Linked DNA regions of Sus scrofa: regions 2 and 3 are each linked to region 1. The links are chromatin contacts, called in public HiChIP or PLAC-seq and promoter capture Hi-C maps. All regions are on one chromosome and are shown on one strand. The core of a region is the stretch at or near the end of the contact, and the rest is flanking DNA. Distances in the headings are between cores, read along the strand shown.

The links. Promoter capture Hi-C pulls out the DNA fragments that hold promoters and counts their contacts. HiChIP or PLAC-seq counts read pairs in DNA pulled down with a chosen protein or histone mark.
Region 2: a contact with region 1 is called in an H3K27ac HiChIP or PLAC-seq map of skeletal muscle, with 3 times the contacts expected there. The contact joins the promoter of SRSF5 here to the promoter of SYNJ2BP in region 1. A contact is called at or near these places in 2 of 2 datasets of contacts at active chromatin or transcription factors (alveolar macrophages and skeletal muscle).
Region 3: a contact with region 1 is called in a promoter capture Hi-C map of liver, with 2.6 times the contacts expected there. The contact joins the promoter of SUSD6 here to the promoter of SYNJ2BP in region 1. A contact is called at or near these places in 1 of 5 promoter capture datasets (liver) and 1 of 47 Hi-C or Micro-C datasets (embryonic fibroblasts).

The regions. Positions count from the first base shown.
Region 1 is chr7:93,973,004-93,976,302 of Sscrofa11.1, reverse strand. It overlaps SYNJ2BP (synaptojanin 2 binding protein), which reads left to right and starts at 1,967. Exons shown (of 4, transcript NM_001244991.1): 1 at 1,967-2,144. The coding sequence starts at 2,081.
Region 2 is chr7:93,392,005-93,395,153 of Sscrofa11.1, reverse strand. SRSF5 (serine/arginine-rich splicing factor 5) reads right to left here and starts at 1,775. Exons shown (of 8, transcript XM_001927419.6): 1 at 1,493-1,775; 2 at 580-724; 3 at 20-90. The coding sequence starts at 705. It overlaps LOC106504507 (a long non-coding RNA gene), which reads left to right and starts at 1,878. Exons shown (of 4, transcript XR_001298042.2): 1 at 1,878-1,996.
Region 3 is chr7:93,252,040-93,255,178 of Sscrofa11.1, reverse strand. It overlaps SUSD6 (sushi domain-containing protein 6), which reads right to left and starts at 1,467. Exons shown (of 6, transcript XM_001926947.5): 1 at 1,173-1,467.

The sequences.
Region 1 (3,299 bases), core at 718-3,217:
TTTTATTCCTTTTGACTTCTCTTTTATATCTACTATAAACTGTTTTACTCCTACTCCATGAACTTGTTATATTGCCTGTGAATTATTTCACAATATTTTAGTGTATATACTTAGTTGCCAAATCAGAATTACCAATTTCAGTGCTGACTGCTAGTACTGAATCAAAAGCTCCTACTCTAGAAATGATTACTGCCCTGCCATTATTTTAATTGGTGAGTCTAAGCATCTTTTCATATGATCTTTTTCTATATTTTTCTCATTTGTAACTGTTCATAGAAAACCTTTTTATGACTGAAAAATGTCCTTGTATTATTATCAAACCAAAAACCAAGCAAACAAAAAAGTCATAAAGTACTAGGTATTAGAATTCAACTTTTTTCTAAAAGAAATGCAGAGATATACATACAGATATTAACACACAGACACACTTCTATTTGAACCAGAACTTTAAGCTAAACATTTAAAACTCCGATCTCGGAGTTCCTGTTGTGGCTCAGCAGGTTATGAACCCAACTAGTATCCATGAAGATGCAGGTTCGATCCCTGGCCTCACTCAGTGGGTTGAGGATCTGGCATTGCCAAGAGTTGTGGTGAGTTGTGGTGAGTTGTGGTGTAGGTTGCATATGTGATCATTTTATTCACTCATTCAACCAATAAATGTTGAAGAGGGCTGGAAGTTGAGGGTGGTATTTATCTGAGTTTGAAGTTGTGAAGTTGTCTTTAAAAATTTCATCTCATTTACTCTTTTAAGCAAATATTAAGGATCTATAATCATGCCCTTTTTAAGGTGGGGAAACATGGTTGGGAGGTGTTAGGTTACCTGACCAAACCCAGACAACTAGAAGAAAATGGACCTGAAGCTTCAGATTAGCTCTTCTGACATCACCTCCTGTGTTCTTTCTACTATTCCATATTCACTTCTCTTAGGATTAGCAAATACGAATTAGCAAAATTCTTAATGAATCTGTCTCTTTCTTTGTTTTGTTTTTGTTTGTAAACATAGTAGCTTCTGGTTTGAGGAACAACCTGGAGTTAGACCATAGGGATTGGTGGAAGCCTGAAACGTGTAGTTCCAATTAACGCAAATTCAGATTAAATAGTCAACAGAAGCTACCGTGTTTACTAGTCCTATTCTAGGGACTTAAATTTTTTTTTCTACCAAAAGAAAGAGACTTTTATCCCTCTCTTTCCCAGAGGGTTTTCTTGAGCAGGCATGTAATTACAAAATCCTTCCCCTGTCCCTTCTGTATGTACATAAAATGTATAAAAAGTGAAACAAGCCTCTCGCCAGGAACAGCTCAGGAAAGTTTTTCTTAAGGTCCTAGGAGCCAGCTCTTTGAAATATAATAACCAAGAAAGAGAGTCCCCTATCTGCTCTGAACAGAGGAATTAGCCTAGGCTCCTTGCTCTAAGCTCTAAGTACCTGCTTGACATAGAAATAGAGAAGTTTTCTTTTCCCTTGGATAATGGCAATTAATGAACACAAACGGCCTCTTCAAGGATGACCTACCAAAGAATGTACGGCAAACAGTGTTAAGTCCTCTTAAATGAGAACATATGTATAATGAATGGTACCTTCATGTCTGTATAAAAGGGTGAATTTCTGTCTTAAAAATCGCATTAGCAGATTGCCTGTGACGCCTATCGCAGTCCGGTTCAAAGCTTACTAACAACAAGAACTCCTTACTGCCTCTTAACCGTGGAGATTTTCTGAGACGGCAGGAGAACTTAGTTTTCATTTTTCCTTGACAATATCAATTTATTTATTATGTCTCTTACCTTTACTATCCCTCCCCGCCCCCTACTCCGCCCCCAAGAGTAAATCAGGCTAGAAACGTGCCCCTTGCTCATCCTGCAGGTTGCACCTGGCGAAGGAAGGCGCCACAGCGGCCGTCAGAACCACGACTCCCAGCATTCCTGGCGCTCACCGCTCTCGAGACTTCCTCTTCCGGCCCCAGGGCTGCTGAAACTGAAAGTGCTGGGCTTCTGGCGCTAGACGCCAGGCCCCCCGGCGGATTTTCATCTCCCCCGTCACGAGCTGTTGCTGCTTCAAGTTGGGAAGCCAGACAAACAGTAAAATATGAACGGAAGAGTGGATTATTTGGTTACTGAGGAAGAAATCAGTCTCACCAGAGGACCCTCAGGTATGTGCAGAAGTGGTCATCGCCGAGAGTCGGGTACTTGGGGCTGTAATTGCAGAGCGGACACCTCTTCTGCAGAGCCAGATTTCTTTTGGCCTCAGAGAAGGCAGGCCCCAACCTGGTGGTTGCATGCAGTGTTTGCGGGCTCATAGAAGAATATATTGGCATCCAGCGTTAGCATGAGACGGATCTGAGGAATCCACCTCGTTTTTCAGTCGGATTACCGCATGTATTTATAGTCAGGAGGGGTTTCTTTCTGCTACGGGAAAATCCTGCTTTCTAGACCGTGGCCGTGAACTCCACACCCCTCCTTCCATTGCCTACTCTATCACCGTTTCCGTGAAAGACTGTTTAGTAAAAATGGGAGCATAAACGGTGTGGACTGTAAATACATAGCCGTTTTCTTGCTGATAGTATCCCTCCCTCCCTCCTCCTTTCATTTTTTTTGGGAAATTCATTTAGAGGACCACCCGGAATCCTAAAGCAGAAAGAGACTTAGAGGTCTACTCGGGAAGTTCCCAAACCTGGTTTCGTCTCAAAGTTATGTAAGATTTTTTTGGGTTTTCTTTAAAAAATAAAAGGGCAATTCCTAGAACCCATTTCTGTTAATTTGGATTCAATGCAGGTGTTTCTTTGGGCTTTTTCGTCCCTCTTTCCTCCTTCCCTCCCTCCCTCTTTCCCTTCTTCCTTTCATCCTACCTTGCTTCTTTTCTTCACAAGCACATCAACTGATTCTGATACTACCAAATCCTCACTGACCCCTACAGTCCTCTTACCTCCTGATGCCCTTCATTTCACTAGGCTCTTCACGTTACTCCCTGCTATCTGCCTTGGCTTTTGTTGCCTTTCCTTTACAGCTGTCTAGTGTATCGATTAAGAGAGCTTTAGCTTTGGCTTAAACAGGTCCAAATCTGGAATCTAACCTCTTACTAGTTCTTTGATATTTATTGGCTGACGAACTTTATTACTGATGTAAGTCTTAATTTCTCATCAGTAAAATGTGCATGATAATAGAATACACTTACTAGGGTTATGAGAATGAAATCTAACTATGTAAGATCTTTAGAACGTTGTGTGGTAAGCACTGTGTGTTTGCTGCTGTTGTTAATAGACAAATGATTAGTAAATTCTCCTAAATACTGTCATTTCAAGAGTCTC
Region 2 (3,149 bases), core at 526-3,025, 580 kb after region 1:
CAAAAACAAAGATCCTCACCTTTCACTGCAGAGTTCTTTTCCATCAAGTTCATATACAGCATCATCTGCATCCCTGGGATCCTCAAATTCCTCAAATTCAAACGTGAAAAAAATATGTTTAACATGGCTTTAAAAAGTGTATTCTACAACACATCAAAAGCACTAAATACCTGTGAAAGAATAGGAAAGGGAGTATCTTAATGACAATACCATATTGATAAGCCTAATCAAGAAGCAACCAGTAGGTCCCTGTCAGCCTAGTGGTTAAGATCCCACAATGTCACTGCTGTGGTGTGCGTTTGAGCCCTGGCCCAGGAACTTCCACAGGCCACAAGCGCAGCCAACTACTCCCCCCCACAAAAAACCCACAAAAGTGTAATAATAAATATATTTTAAAAAGGAAGCACCAGGGGTGGTTTCCCTCCAGCCAGCAATGAGCTTCTTTTATCCCTTAAGACAACTCACTGCCTTAAGGATGCACATTTCCCCTAAAGACACTCTACTTAATAAGATCAAAAGCACCGCTTATCACAAACTCTACTCACTTAACAGATAATTCAACCACTTCTAAATACTTACCACAAAACCAAAGCCTCTTTTCAGATCAATATCTCTTATTCGTCCATACCCCTTGAAGAACCTTTCCACGTCTTTCTCCCTGGCCGCTGGATTTAGCCTCCCGATGAATACTCGACAGCCACTCATGATGTGCGGCTAGTACTTCCTGCCAGAAAATAATCCAATGAAGATAATACCAGTGAATGTCGGAAGAATGCCTCGCCGAGGGATCAAAAACATAAACGGCAGAAAATAAAATGTTTACCCGGTGATGTTATAAACAAGATTGCCAAGAGTGCCTCTTATTAGGCCAGGTCCCTTGCAGACAAAATTAAAACTCGGCTCCCAACACGATCCTTCCCTGGGCCCAGACCGCAGCAACCGCAACGCCCACTGCCGCCTCCGGAACTGCGCAGCCGCACACTCTCCCTGGCTCTTCTGGCCCCCTCCCATCTGCCGCAGTTAGGAAAGGCCGAGAAGTGCGGGCGGAGCCGACCCCGCCCTCCGCAAGGCCAGCCCAATGACGACGGGCCGCGCGCGTCGCCGCCTCCCGGGAGCGTCACAGCGGGTGGAAGCCGGATCTCGCGACGCCACCGCCGCGCCTGCGCAGACGGCGGCGGGCGGCCGCGAAACAGCCTCAAAATGGCCGCCTCGGAGCCAGCGGTGGGGAGCCGCGCGTGCCAAGCTCCCTGGTCCCTCCCCTGCCCCGAACCCACTGTGCCGGGGTCATTGTACCCGCCCTCGGACAGCCCCGGCCACACCCCGAACAAAGGTATCGGCCCACTCCTCGCGGGGTTCGGGCAGTGAAATAAGGAGGCAGGGAGGGGCACACGACCCCTCCGTGTAAAAACCACCATAACCAGGACCACGACCGCCCTTCCCCCGTCAGGTCCCCTCAAACAATACCCAAAGGGAGACGTGCCCCAGCGCCCACCTCGAGTAAACTGCGCTCAGTGGACGCCGTCCTCCGCACAGAGAGCAGCCCTGACCACTCGCGATCTGAGCGGCCATGAAGAAGCCTCGATCCGAGAAGGCTTTCCCTCAAAGTGAGCCACTCACCTACCGGACAGGATCTTTGGCAGCTGAGACCCAAAGAGGTCCGTAGTCTGCGACGGAGCCGTCTGCCTCCCCGCAGACCAGGACTTAACTCGCCTACGTATCTCCACAACTGACGCACTTAGATGCTCCGGCGCTCCACAAAATGGAGGGCGCGTCTTGCGTCACTTCCGGGACCGCCCCTGGAGCCGCCCCTTGGGGGCCCAGGCCCGAGGAGGGCGGGAGCACCGCTCACTCGTGGTGGGCGTGGCCGAGGGGCGGGAACTGGGGTGGGCGTGGCTCCCAGACGCTCAGGTCTGGAAGGGTCCTCCTCAAAGACTTTCGCAGCGTTTGGACTGTGACGTTCGCTTCATCATTATCTCATAAAAATACCCTAAGACTGGTGAGTAAAAAAAAAATTATCTGAAGCTTTAAAAAATATCCTGAAGAGTACTGGGCGAAAGTAACTCAGACTTTGCAAAAATATCTGACCATCTCTGACCCTTTACCATTTGCAAATTACGGTTGCACTTTGGAGGGCGCTCCTTGATGCTGAAGAGCATATTTTAACCATACCATGGACGTGTGGCTGAGTTATAGGTAGAAGACTAAGTGCAGTATTGTTTAAATGGAAAGTTTAGGGGTCATGAAATACTGAACTTGAGACTGCGGCTATTGGGCCATCTAGAATTGAGGCCAGAAGAGTTCCCTTTGTGGCTCAGCAGGTTACAGGCAGGCCTTGTATCCATGAGGATGCAGGTTCCCTCCCTGGCCTTGCTCACTGGGTTAAGGATTCAGCGTTGCCACAAGCTGTGGCATAGGTCTTGGATGCGGATCTAATCTGGCATTGCCCTGGCTGTGATGTAAGCTGGCAGCTGCAGTTCTGATTTGACCTATAGCCTGGGGACTTCTGTCTGCCACAGGAGCAACTATGAAAAAAAAAAGTAGAATTGAGGCCAGAATGCAGGCCTCTGTATTTCTACTACTCTAGGACTGTGCTGGCTAGATGGTGTTTCCAGCTACTTTTAAATCCAAATGGTATTTGGTTAACTCTCTCTTCAGGTTTCTGTACTGTAACACAAAGTCTACCATTCTTCAGAAACATGATATATTGTGTTTTCAAAGTGAGTGTGAAACAGCCAGTCACATCTTTAACTCTGCGTTTTCCTAGTAAAGTCAGCAGGCTTAGGAATTCAGACATAAAGAGAGTTTTGATGAAAAAGTTACTTTAACTCCCTTTTTTTTTTTTAATTTTTTTGTCTTTACAGGGCCGCACCCTCGGCATATGGAGATTCCCAGGCTAGGGGTCCAATCAGAGCCGTAGTCACCGGCCTACACCAGAGCCACAGCAACTCGGGATCCGAGCCGTGTCTGCAGCCTACACCACAGCTCACGGCAATGCCGGATCATCAACCCACTGAGCAAGGCCAGGAATCGAACCCGCAACCTCATGGTTCCTAGTCGGATTCGTTAACGACTGCACCACGATGGGAACTCCTTTAGCTGCTATTCTGAAAAACATAGGCATTTTATAATGCACAAATTGTCCCAAACCA
Region 3 (3,139 bases), core at 218-2,717, 720 kb after region 1:
CTATACGGAAAAAAAAATGGATACACATTTATGTATAAGTGATTCACTTTGCTGTACACCTGAAACTAATACAAATTTTAAGTCAACTATATTACAATAAAATTTGAGGAAAACAAGAGAAATGAAAAGGGACAAAAGGCACACTCACCACCTCAGCAGACCTAGAAAGGCAGTGAAGACCTACAGTTTAATTGAACTGGGTAGTTTTACTGGACCTCTCTACAGAGCACACACAAGCACAGTTAGCAGGAGCAAAAGAACCCAGGAAGCTGTCTGCCACCGAGGGGGCATTCTATGGGAACAGCAGCATCAGGCCTCTTTGCCAAGCTGTGAACTTCCCTGGAACCAGCCAAAGAGTTGTTTCTGATGCCTCTATTCTCCCAGGTCTTAGAGTCCCCAAAACCACTTCCCCTTCCTGATCTCCTTACAGATAATTGTTCCCAATTCTGCAGCCCCACAGTCACAACCCCGTGGGAAGGTCAGACCTAAACCAGTATTTGGAGTCCCTAAAAGCCAGAAGTAAAATAGAAAGTCTACATACACAAACAGGAAGTGGTTTCGGTGTCTGTCAGCCCGGATAATAAGAAAAGTTTTTGAGATTAAAGACCAGAACAGGCACAGGGGCTCCAAAAAGCTCCGGGGCTTCCATACCCGGGCTCCAAGGTATCCTCGGTCCACCGTCGCTAAGCCGACCCTACCCGGAGCAGGACCCAAAGCTTTAGTTGGTCTGAGTGCAAAACAGTAACACTAATAGTAACAGCAAGACAGCCTCTGCCTATTTATCTACACTCCAGCGATCTGCAAAGCGTAGTCTCCGTCCTGAACTACCGACCATAGCAGGACCCCAGGAGCCGAGACCCCCGCCACCAAGTTCCCGGCCGCAAACCGGCCGCCCAGTCCTTCTCCAAGCCCGGCACAGCTCACCCCGCTGCCCTCTCAGTCCCGCGCCAGGCCGGCCCACGCCGGCACAGGCAGGGCTCGCCGCCGGGCGTCGAGGTGACAGCGAGGCCGGCGCGGGGAGTGCGGAGAGCAGCGGACGTTGGGTGGCCGGCCCCAGCTCCCCAGCATCCCTCCCGGGCGGTGCGCGCTGGCCCTGCGCCCCTGACAGCCAGCCAGCGGTCCAGTGACACAATGCCGGCCCCCGCCGCCCCTCGGCCGCGGTGACAACTCACCCGGGGAACGGCGTGGCGACCTCCGGGATGGGGGCGCTCGCACCTTCCACCGCGCAAGGATCAGCTCCGCTGCCTGCGCGCACCCGCAGCCCTCTAGGGTCTGGGCGAGACCCCGCGTACCCTGGTCTGGCTGGCGCCGGGCGGCGCTGCAAAACGAGGAAGCGGGAGTCGGGAAACAGGCTGTCGCCGGCTTAGGAGAATGGAACGCGGCGGCGGCAGCGGCGGCGGCGGCAGCAGTTTCCGCGTCACTGGCCCAGCTGTACCGCGCGGGCGGGGGAGGCCCGTGGAGGGGGAGGGGAAGGGGCGGGCAATGGGCGGGGCCAGGCGCGCACGCAACAAGCGCCGGCGTCGCGCCGCCGCGACCGCCCGGCTGGGAGGATCGGCCGGTCGATGGCTGCCAGCACGCACGCGCCGCCCGCCGGCCCGCACGCCCCGAGGCGGGTGAGACGGGGAGTGGGGCGGGCTCGTCTTAAAGGGACAGTGTCGCGCCGACTTCGCTCTTGTGGACCAGTTGATGGTACAGACTCAGACTGCGGTGCCTTTGCGGTGCGCTCTCCATCTCTTTTACAATTAGTAGTAGTATCGTTATTTGGATTTTTAGGATATTATTTGTATTATTGGATTACTATTATTTGCAAAAATTGGTTTGCTTTCCCTTTGACAAGGCTTTCATTCATGCTGCCTTCTTAGCTCCTGAATCGCTCTCCAGGCCTGTCGCTAGGGCAGGTCGTTATCTTCCTATTAAGCAGTACTTCTCAAACTGTGGTGCAACTGCCTACCTCAAACTGCCCCTAAGTTGGGGGTGTAAAAATGCAGATTCGCGGTCCCACATCCAGCCATTCTGATTCAAAAAACTACGATTGGACTCTGGAATCTTTATTTTAACAAGCATTCCTAAGTGATTCCTCAGCGTACTAAAAAGCACGCAACAGATCTCAAGGTTCAGAAAACCGAAGTTCAGAGTGAAGACTGGCAGAGTTGGAGCTAGAACCCGCCACATTCCTAATTTTATTTCCCATTCTGAGCCTTGTCTCCTGGGGCAATTTTCCAACATTATACTATGCCAACCGTTGTGTACTTTATAGAAACAGCATCTATTGGTGATCCCACTGGGGGCCTAGGAGATAAATCCTCTGGAAGTATTTACAGGACTTGTGACCCCTTGATGACAATGGTTATGACTTTTTATTTTTTGCTCCAGGCCCTTGAACAGTGCCTGGTCTCGGAGGTGCTCAATGAATGTGGAAACTTTCCTACTTGAGAATCAGTACCAGAGACTTCAGCCTATGCTGCAGCTTGGGTCTCAGATGCCCATTGGAGGAGGACACACCCTCTCTGGGCCTCTCACCTAGCCTAGTTCTAGTAGGTTCTCTAGAAAAGTGCTGTGAATGATCAGGTCTCATTTTCAAAAAAGTGCAAAAACAAAGCAAGCAGAGTGCAGCCCCCACCCCATCATGCCCACATACGCATCCTCCAGAGAACACTTCCAACCTGGGCCCCACAAACCTACGGCTGTTGCTTCCTTTTCTATAAGCCTGTCCTTGCTCTGCCTCCTTTCCTCCTTGAGTTCTGTTAAGAAGAAAACCCACAGGCCCAAAATGGTGTCACTTGTGCTAAAGCCCATGATACCAAACCTAGATTTAATACCTAACCTAATTGCAGTTTCAGCCTTCACCATAAATGTAATCTTAACCAGTTTCGAATTCTCTGGCCAGCACCAATGAGATGCTGTCACATAGTAATCTGTCACATGGACCCTCACCATTCCCCAGAGGAAGAAGAGGCAATCTGCATGATAAAACCCTTGCCAGTTTTCTCCCTCCAAAAAAGATGTTAGGGCATAAAAAAATAATTTTTATTTTCTTTTACTAATAGCTCCCTTGCCCTATTCTTCCTATAAAACCCTTCCATTTTGTACAACCCCTCTGAGTGCCCTTCTAGTTGCTAGACAGAAGGTCTCTGATTTC